Linked DNA regions of Pan troglodytes: region 1 is linked to region 2. Evidence: chromatin contacts called from public Hi-C data. All regions are on one chromosome and are shown on one strand. The core of a region is the stretch at or near the end of the contact, and the rest is flanking DNA. Distances in the headings are between cores, read along the strand shown. Region 1 overlaps LOC134809315 (a long non-coding RNA gene). Region 2 holds the start of ELOA (elongin A).

The links. A called contact is a pair of places that touch in the nucleus more often than the background predicts.
Region 1: a Hi-C map of induced pluripotent stem cells shows a contact between it and region 2, with 1.7 times the contacts expected there. The contact joins the enhancer-like site here to the promoter of ELOA in region 2. A contact is called at or near these places in 2 of 7 Hi-C or Micro-C datasets (induced pluripotent stem cells and stem cell-derived neural progenitor cells) and 1 of 1 datasets of contacts at active chromatin or transcription factors (stem cell-derived excitatory neurons).

What each region holds. Positions count from the first base shown.
Region 1 is chr1:207,459,454-207,463,321 of NHGRI_mPanTro3-v2.0_pri, reverse strand. All of the region lies in intron 2 of LOC134809315 (a long non-coding RNA gene), which reads left to right. Among named protein-coding and RNA genes, the nearest start is that of ID3, 7.0 kb to the right of the region's middle. Within about 2 kb of position 2,006, at least 20 of the 24 cell types and tissues checked have an H3K27ac peak or open chromatin away from gene starts, as enhancers often do. A contact at or near this core is called in induced pluripotent stem cells, stem cell-derived excitatory neurons and stem cell-derived neural progenitor cells, where this site is marked.
Region 2 is chr1:207,276,047-207,280,116 of NHGRI_mPanTro3-v2.0_pri, reverse strand. It overlaps ELOA (elongin A), which reads left to right and starts at 1,621. Exons shown (of 11, transcript XM_016956263.4): 1 at 1,621-2,112. The coding sequence starts at 1,960.

The DNA of each region.
Region 1 (3,868 bases), core at 757-3,256, 180 kb before region 2:
GCGTGAACCAGGGAGGCGGAGGTTGCAGTGAGCTGAGATCGCGCCACTGCACTACAGCCTGGGCGACAGTACGAGACTCGGTTAAAAAAAAAAAAAGACGAAAAAAAGAAATGGCACAGGCATAGGAAACAAACCAGTATTCAGAAATAACTTGGATCGGTGAGTGGGGAGGTTATTCTGGGGAGTCTGCCGTGCCTTGGGTACCCTCATTGCCACACAAGGCACATTTTTAGCCCCAAAGGGACCAACTGCCAGCTGGCCAGCGACCACCTCAACTCCGGGTAATGAGTTCCATATGTTTCCATAAGAGCCCAGCTAAGCTTTTCCCCAGCAGTTCTTAACAGTGTTCTCTCCCTCCCTGCCTCATCTCGATGCTTGGCCACCCTTGTTCTATTTGCTCCTAACGAGGGTGGCAGGGAGGGGGCTAGGTGGGCAATGCCATGAGACAATGCTTTGGGAAGTCACCCTTCCCTGACTTCATTTTTGCAGATCCTCAAGCTAAGAGGCAGTCTCTCGGCCTCTCCAGGCTTCTGCTGCCCCATCTCTATAGTGGGAAAAACAACCCTTACTCAGGGTAGGGAGAGCATCACGAAAAAAGCCCTGGATAGTAAAGTGGGAGGCTGGTGTTCCAATCCCGACGTGAACACTAACTTGCTGTGTGTCCCTGAGCAGGTTCCTGACCCTCTCTGGGCTACATTTGTGACCTCTAAGGGCCCGCCCTTCCATCCCTGACAAGCTTCAGAATTACAACAAATGACTTAAACAGCAAGGAAGAACATCTGTTTTCCTGGGTGGCTTCAGGGTAGGGGTCCCCAGGAAGCCTAAGGCCTCCCTACCCTGGCCACCCTCACTCTAAGCCCAGGCTCCCTTTGACAAATCTGGCCTGGTGAGAGCTTCTGCCTGCAGCATCGGGCACAAAGTAGAAGCAGGGTAGCAGTGAGGAGAGGCGTCCCCCGATGGAAGCACAGCTCCACAGCTCAGAAGGCGGAGGCGGGGGGGCGCCTATGGTCAGCCCCCAGCCACGGCGAGAGGTGAATATGAGTTCAGGGGACTTCAGAGAACTCCTCCCTCCTTAATCTGGTTTGTCAAAGGCAACCCCCGAGTCCCGGTCTCAAGGTGTCTCACTACCCTGATCCCGACTGCCCACCGACCCTACCCAAACACGGACTCACTAACCTTGGCTTTTGACACTGCCCACAGACGGACCCCCACAGCCTGACTACCCACATTTATCCCTAAAGCCTGCCCCAGGCTGGCGAAACCCCAAATCCGGCCACGCTCTGACCCCTGATCTCAGCCACAAAGAGACTCCGTGACCTTGCCACTGACTGACCCCTAAGAGGAGAACTAATCAGAGAACAATTAAATTGCTCGACTCTCAGCGAAGCACCTCATGGAACAGAGGGGCGGAGGTGGGGAAGGACTTCGAGAGGGCAGAGGCTTCCCGGAGGAGCCCAGCGGGCCTGGGGCCACACTCGGAAGGCCGGGAAGGCCCTGTGCAGGGCACGTCGCAGGCGCTCGAGGAATGCGAATTGCCTGAAAGAACGAAGGAAGGAAGGAACCGGGTGCGATCCAGGGCGGCCTCGCGGCCGGGGCAGGAAGCGGGTGGGGGTGCGCCGAGGCTGCAGCGGCCCGAGCGCAGCTGGGGGCAGCGGGAGAGGAGTGGGGTCAGCGACTCCGCTGGGTGGGGGGCCCCCCAGGCCGCGACGCTGGGAACTGGGAGGCCGCGCTGCTGGCAGAGCGGCGGGGGCGCCGCGAGGCTCCGGATGGGCTGCGAGCCCCGCCCGCAGGCTGCGGAGGGAGCCGGAGCCAGAACGGAGCCAGAGCTCAGACATCCGGGCGCCAGCGAACACCTGCGAGCGGCCCCCAGGGCCCGCGGGGGGAGCGTGGGGCGCCGGGAGGGGCGGGGCGGGGAGGAGGCGGGGCCGGCTCGGCTCCGCCCTGCCGGGCTCCAGGCCACGTGGGCCGAGGCTCTGCCCCAGCTCGGGCGCCGCAGCGCCGCCGGTGGGGAGCGGCTGTCTCCGGGGAGGTCTGGAAGTGGGCAGAGGGGAGCCCTTGGAAGCAGCGCTGCGGGAAAGAGCGCGGCAGGAGGTTCTCAGGTTTAGCCTGGGGCATGGGGAAGAGTGGTGGCCACGAGGGGTGATGAGGCCGGGAAGACAGATAATTGAAGGTTGTCCGGCGCGTCCACAGCTAGAGAGCTATAACTGGCTTTCTGAAAAGGGCACCATTTCTGGTGTCACAGACATGAATTTGAATTCTGGTTTTGTTACTTAGAAGCCGTGTGGCCACCGGCAAGTTACTTCGCCTGTTCTGAGCTAGTTTATTTACAAAATAAAGACACCTCCCAAATGTCTGTATTTCACAGCCGATGCGATCAGCTCTGAATCCGATCGCATGCGACAATTTGCACAAGACACTCAGCAGTGAATCTTGTAGTTAAGGAAGCCTTGTGGATACTTTATGCGCCTTATAGTTTATCCGAACAACACACATGGAAAGGAGGTACCGACATCCCCCTTTCACAGATGAGGGGGAGTCCTAGGTCTTTCATTCCACAAGCACTCCCTGGGACAAGCGCTCCCTGGGACAAGCACCCCCTGGGGACCAAGCATGTGCCAGGTTTTGGGAATGGCGAGGGAAAAGAGCCAATCTGAAGAGAAGGCAAGAACATGAGCTTTGAAGCTAGAGGAAGCTGGGGTTCCTAAACCCTGCTCTGCTACTTTCTTGCTGTGTGACCTGTTTCTTGCTGTGTGCCACTTTCTTGCTGGGTGATCAAGTTATTCAGCCTGAGTCTTTTTTCTATAAACCAGGGAATGTTACCCATCACGGTGGTTTGTGAGGATTAGAACAAAAATGAAGATAAAATAGTCTGGAACCTGGCAGGCACTTCCATAGGTGATTATGACAGAAGACACTATCCTCTCTGGGAGTTTTCTGACCTAGGGCCAAATTGCTTTCACTCTCTAATGACTAATGAATTGGCATGCTGGTCTTTCTTTTGTCCTGGCCACCTGAACAACTCAGTCCTGGGAGTCCTGACAGGCAATTTCCTTGGAATTAGCTTAATAATACCTCGTAGGTGTGTGATGCATTTCAAAGAACTTTCCCACCATTATCTTCTGTCCTGGGAGGCAGCAGGGCACAGAAGGAGCATGGCTCAGAGAGGTGGAATGCTTGCTCAAGGTCACTCGGCAGATGACCACCGCAGCCCTTTTTAGCCTTCCACGGTACTGAAACTTCCGAGCAAACAGGAGGCAACATGCTGTGGCAGAAAAGGGTATAAGACGTTGAGCTCAATGCCTGGCTCTACTGCAGTTCATGGTGTAATGTGGGGCCTAGGACCTCAGAACCGCTGCCTTAGAATCAGCTTCCTTTACAGATGCAGAAACTGGGGCTCAAGAGAGGCAAAGTCCCTAGCCTGAGGTTATACAGGTAAGAGGTGACAGAGCAGGGATTTATGTCCCTTTATGGTCGTCTCTAAAGCCAGCACAGCACACCTAAAAAACAATCCAAGATAGACCCAACCCAGGCCTTGTATGTGGTTTGGGGCAAGGGTTCCTCACATGAGGATTGAAGTCTGCTATTGCTCTGCACTGTGTGTGTATTTTTTGAAGAGAGTGTTCGTATCTTCCTTCAGATCAGAGTGACCAGGACACAGAACAGGTTAAGAACCACTGATCAGGCTGGGAGTTTGGTTGGCAAGGCCAGAGGTTCTCCTCCTCCCCCATGCCCCTGTTCACCCCAGCAAGCTTACCAGGGTTAAGGCACTAAAGGTGATGACGTGACCTGTTTGTTATGAAATATTGAAGTAATTCATGCCAGGGACCAACACACAGATGAGATCATACCATAAACAGGAATCTCTAGT
Region 2 (4,070 bases), core at 372-2,871:
TTCTGTTGCCCAGGCTGGAGCAGTGGTGCGATCATGGCTCACTGCAGTCTTGATCTCCTGGGCTCAAATGGTTCTCCTAACTCAGCCTCCCAAGTAGCTGGGACCACAGGCACGCACCACCATGCCTGGCTAATTTTAAAATTTTTGTATTTTTTGTAGAGGCTGGGTCTTACTACGTTACCCAGGCTGGTCTCAAACTCCTGGGCTCAAGCAGTCCTCCCGTCTTGACCCCCAAAGTGCTGGGATTACAGGCATGAGCCACTGTGCCCAACCTCATTGTTTCTTTTCATTTTGGTTATTGAGCTCTCTCTGGATAACATCTGCAGAATGTTTCATGTGTCCCGAGTATGTGCCAGGCCAATTACTCAGCAATTCTGCTTCAAGAATCAGTCTGTATTCCATTACACCAGTGGTACATTTTCAAAATGGAAGCAATATAAAATGTAAAAGTATTTGCTACGCAGAGGAGGGAGACGCTACTGCTGGGACTAGAATCGAAGTTTTCTCACACCCAGTTCAATGCCTTTTCTACAACATCCCTCAGTTGAGCCTTAGGGCACCAAGTGGATGGTCATTAGTCTTGTATGGACTTTATATCCAATGCTGATTATAAGGTCTAGATGATGCTAGGTGGCAGAGATTCAAAGTTGGACAGGTCAGTTACTGTACTTGATAAATAAACAGCCCAGTGGCAAGACAGATAAATAAACTGACCATTTACACCCTGAAAATGTGGTCAGTTGCTTAGGGAACTGGGGGAGGGGCGCCAAATGGAGGAGTAGGGACATGGTAGAGAGGGCTTTTCAGCATAGTGAGTGAATGAATGCTCATTTGAAGAAACAACTTGTGTTTAAGGTGTTTTTCTTTCTTCCAGAGCTAGAATCTGGAAGAATCTCTGGGCTTTCCTGCTTTGAGGGAGAGATCAGGCTAGGTGCATTGCCAATTTGCTGCTGAAGATCTGATTAGGTTCTACTTTGATCTGATCAAATGAGATGTAATCAGTGCTGGTACTTTAAGTGAGTTTGCAACTATTTAGTTGCTCTTTTTAGTAGTAGTATTAGTAATGGTAAAACTTAGTGCTTTTAGGATGAGAGTAGACGGCCTGAAGAATAGTATCTTGGGCTCTTCTGATCAAGCCCTACGGCTCATTGGCAGGTCATCAGAGGAAATATCTATCTATACATTCATTCGATAAGTATTTATTTAGTGCCTATGTGCCAGACACTGTGGGGAAAACAAGACACATGGGCTATTATTGCCTCATGGAAGGAACTAAGCTGTTTGGATTTTGAAAAATCCCTTTCTCTGGGCCTCAATTCCTCGACCTGTTCAGAAATGTGCGCTCACAATGGTCCTAGACATCTTAGATTCAGGTTCCATTTTCAGTTCTTTCCTGTCCTGCGGCCATCTGCAAGTTAATTTGGTCTCCCTGAACCTCAGTTTCCTCATTTGTAAAATGAAGATCATGAAACTCGTTTCATCAGGTTGTACTGAGGCTGGAAAAGATAGTCTAACTACTGACGCATCGTGTGCTCAGCCTAGGGTGGCTGCTACCGCGGGTGCCTGCGGACTCCTAGTCCTGGGCACCAGCCCGGGACCCCTGACAGGGTGTTGATTAGGGCGTGGCTAAGCCCCAGGCGGGAGAAAGCATTGGCATTTATAAGGCCAGGGTCTGGCGCGGTGGCCTCATTCCGTCTTGAAGTAGACCCTGGAGAGGTCTTCCAGGCTTGGGCTCAGCACGCGAGCACCGGGAGCGGGGGTGCAGGCGGCGGAGGCGCGTACGGCCCGAGCAGTCCCCAGTCCCCAGCGCGCACACTTGGGCCCGGGGCGCGAGGAGTGCGCGGCCGCCGGGTGGGCGCTGGGGAGCGGGCCCTGGGGGCGGAGCCTGCAGCCCGCCGCCCCCCACACACCCGAGCCGAGGCCCGGAAGGGGCCAGGCGCGCTTCCGTCTCCGCCGGGGATGCACGGAGGGCGGAGCTGCGGCCCGAGGACGCGACGCGAGCCCAGTTCCGGCGAGGAGGCCGCGCCAGTGACAGCGATGGCGGCGGAGTCGGCGCTCCAAGTTGTGGAGAAGCTGCAGGCGCGCCTGGCCGCGAACCCGGACCCTAAGAAGGTGAGCGAGGGGGCGGCGCGTAGCGGGATGGGCGTTGGGTCGGTGAGGGCCCCGTAACGGTCGCGGCCCGAGCGCGGCGGGGTTCGGGGGCTGGGACCCTGAGCCAGGCCCCGCGGGGCTGGGGTCGTGAAGTTCGCGGCCATTGACCGCTGCCCGCGCGTTGGGACCCTGTGCGTCGGGCGTCGGGACGCGGGGCCCCGGCCACTCCCCCTCCCTCACGGGCCCGGGATGGGGGCGCGCCCGGTGCGGACACCGCGTGCCTAGCGCTTCCTCCCAGAGGCGCTCCGTGGCGTCCCGAGCCAGCTGTTTCCTGCGGGAGAGCGTGCCCGGGGCGGGAGGGCGCTGGCCGCCGCCTCGTTGGCCTCCCGGTGCCTGCGCTGGTGCCCGGCGCCCCGCGGAGCGGCGCGGACTCCCCGGCGGGTGCGTGTTCGCTGGGAGGAGAAGACGGGCGCCCGAATGCTGCGGAGCCTGGACTCGCGGTGTGGTCCGCGCCTCTCGGAGACGCGGTTACTACTCTCCGGCTGGATATCAGAGCGTGGACTTTTCGCTTTCTCAGTGAATCCCTTTCAAAACAGAATAAAGCCTCGCGTCACCTAAGCATACTCCTGAAAACTTAGGTTGGAATTGAAAAAGAGGCGGGGGCCCGGGGTTGGAAGTCGCAGCTAGGTTTCCTTTTGGCCATTAATAGGAAGGTAAGAGCTACCGTTTCTCGTTGTTCGAGTGAGGGACAACCATTTTTAATTGTAGTTAACTAGTTTTTGTTGTTTATTGTACAAACTGAACATTAAGTTTAACGCGTTCTTGTACCTTTTCATCTTTCTGTCACTCACTTCTCTGGTCTCCAGGAGACAGTCTGGTGGTTGTCAGGATTTTTTTTTTCTCTTTTTTTTTTGAGGCGAGTCTTGCTCTGGTCGCCCAGGCCGGAGTGCAGTGGCGCGATCTCGGCTCACTGCAACCTCCGTCTCCCGGGTTCAGGCAATTGTCTGCCTCAGCCTCCCGAGTAGCTGGTATTGTAGGCGCCCGCCACCACGCCTGGCTAATTTTTGTATTTTTAGTAGAGACAGGGTTTCACCTTCTTGGCCAGGCTGGTCTTGAACTCAGCTGTCAGGATTTTTTAAGTGGAAATACAACGATGAAAAAGCACTTACGTGTTTGGCATTCTCCGTCATCATTCTGGCCGGGGCGGGCAGTTCTAGGAGTTGGAGCTCAGTCCTGGTGGAAAAGGAAGTCGTGGAGGGAGCGCTAGGGCCGTGGGGGAACTGCTCTGCTGAGCCTCTTCCTCACCTGCTGCTTCCTAGGACTAACCTGAAAGGCTAAGGTGCTGAAAGTCAGTGCTCAGAAAACCAATCGTCATTCTTTGGGGTTTTTTTTTCTTGAAGAGCCACTTTCTCTTTACCTTGTTCTAGCCTGTTGGAGGTAGGGTTTCTGCAATTCCAAAGGCCGTACACAGCCTCTCACCATCAGACCACTTTTTAAGGCTCTTCGTTCATACCTAGCTCGAAGATTCACTTCTTCAGGAAGCCATTTTAGTTACAAATCTGGGAAAACTTAAAATGCTTTCATTGTGCCATGTTTTCTGTTGCAGCTTCAGTACCGTACCTAGTGGTCAGGCATACTTACAAGTTTCTTTTTACAGTAACCGCTTGTGGACATCTAATAAATGGTCATTATTTTTTAGTACTAGTTTGTTTTCCTGAACACTGTAAGATCTGTGACTGACGTTTGATACCTTAAAGCAATGCCATATAATAACTACCCACTATTTGTTCTTTATTTCTGTCAGATAAAAAATGTTCTATGTAGTGTCTACAGTCATTTTTTTTTTTAACTAGAATTTAGATTTGGAAGTAGATTTTCTATTAGTTGATTTGCATGAAATACAAAATTAGGAAAAGGCTTATTCCACCTCAACCTAGTTGAACTATTAATGATTTTTTTTTTTTTTTGAGGATTTGGGC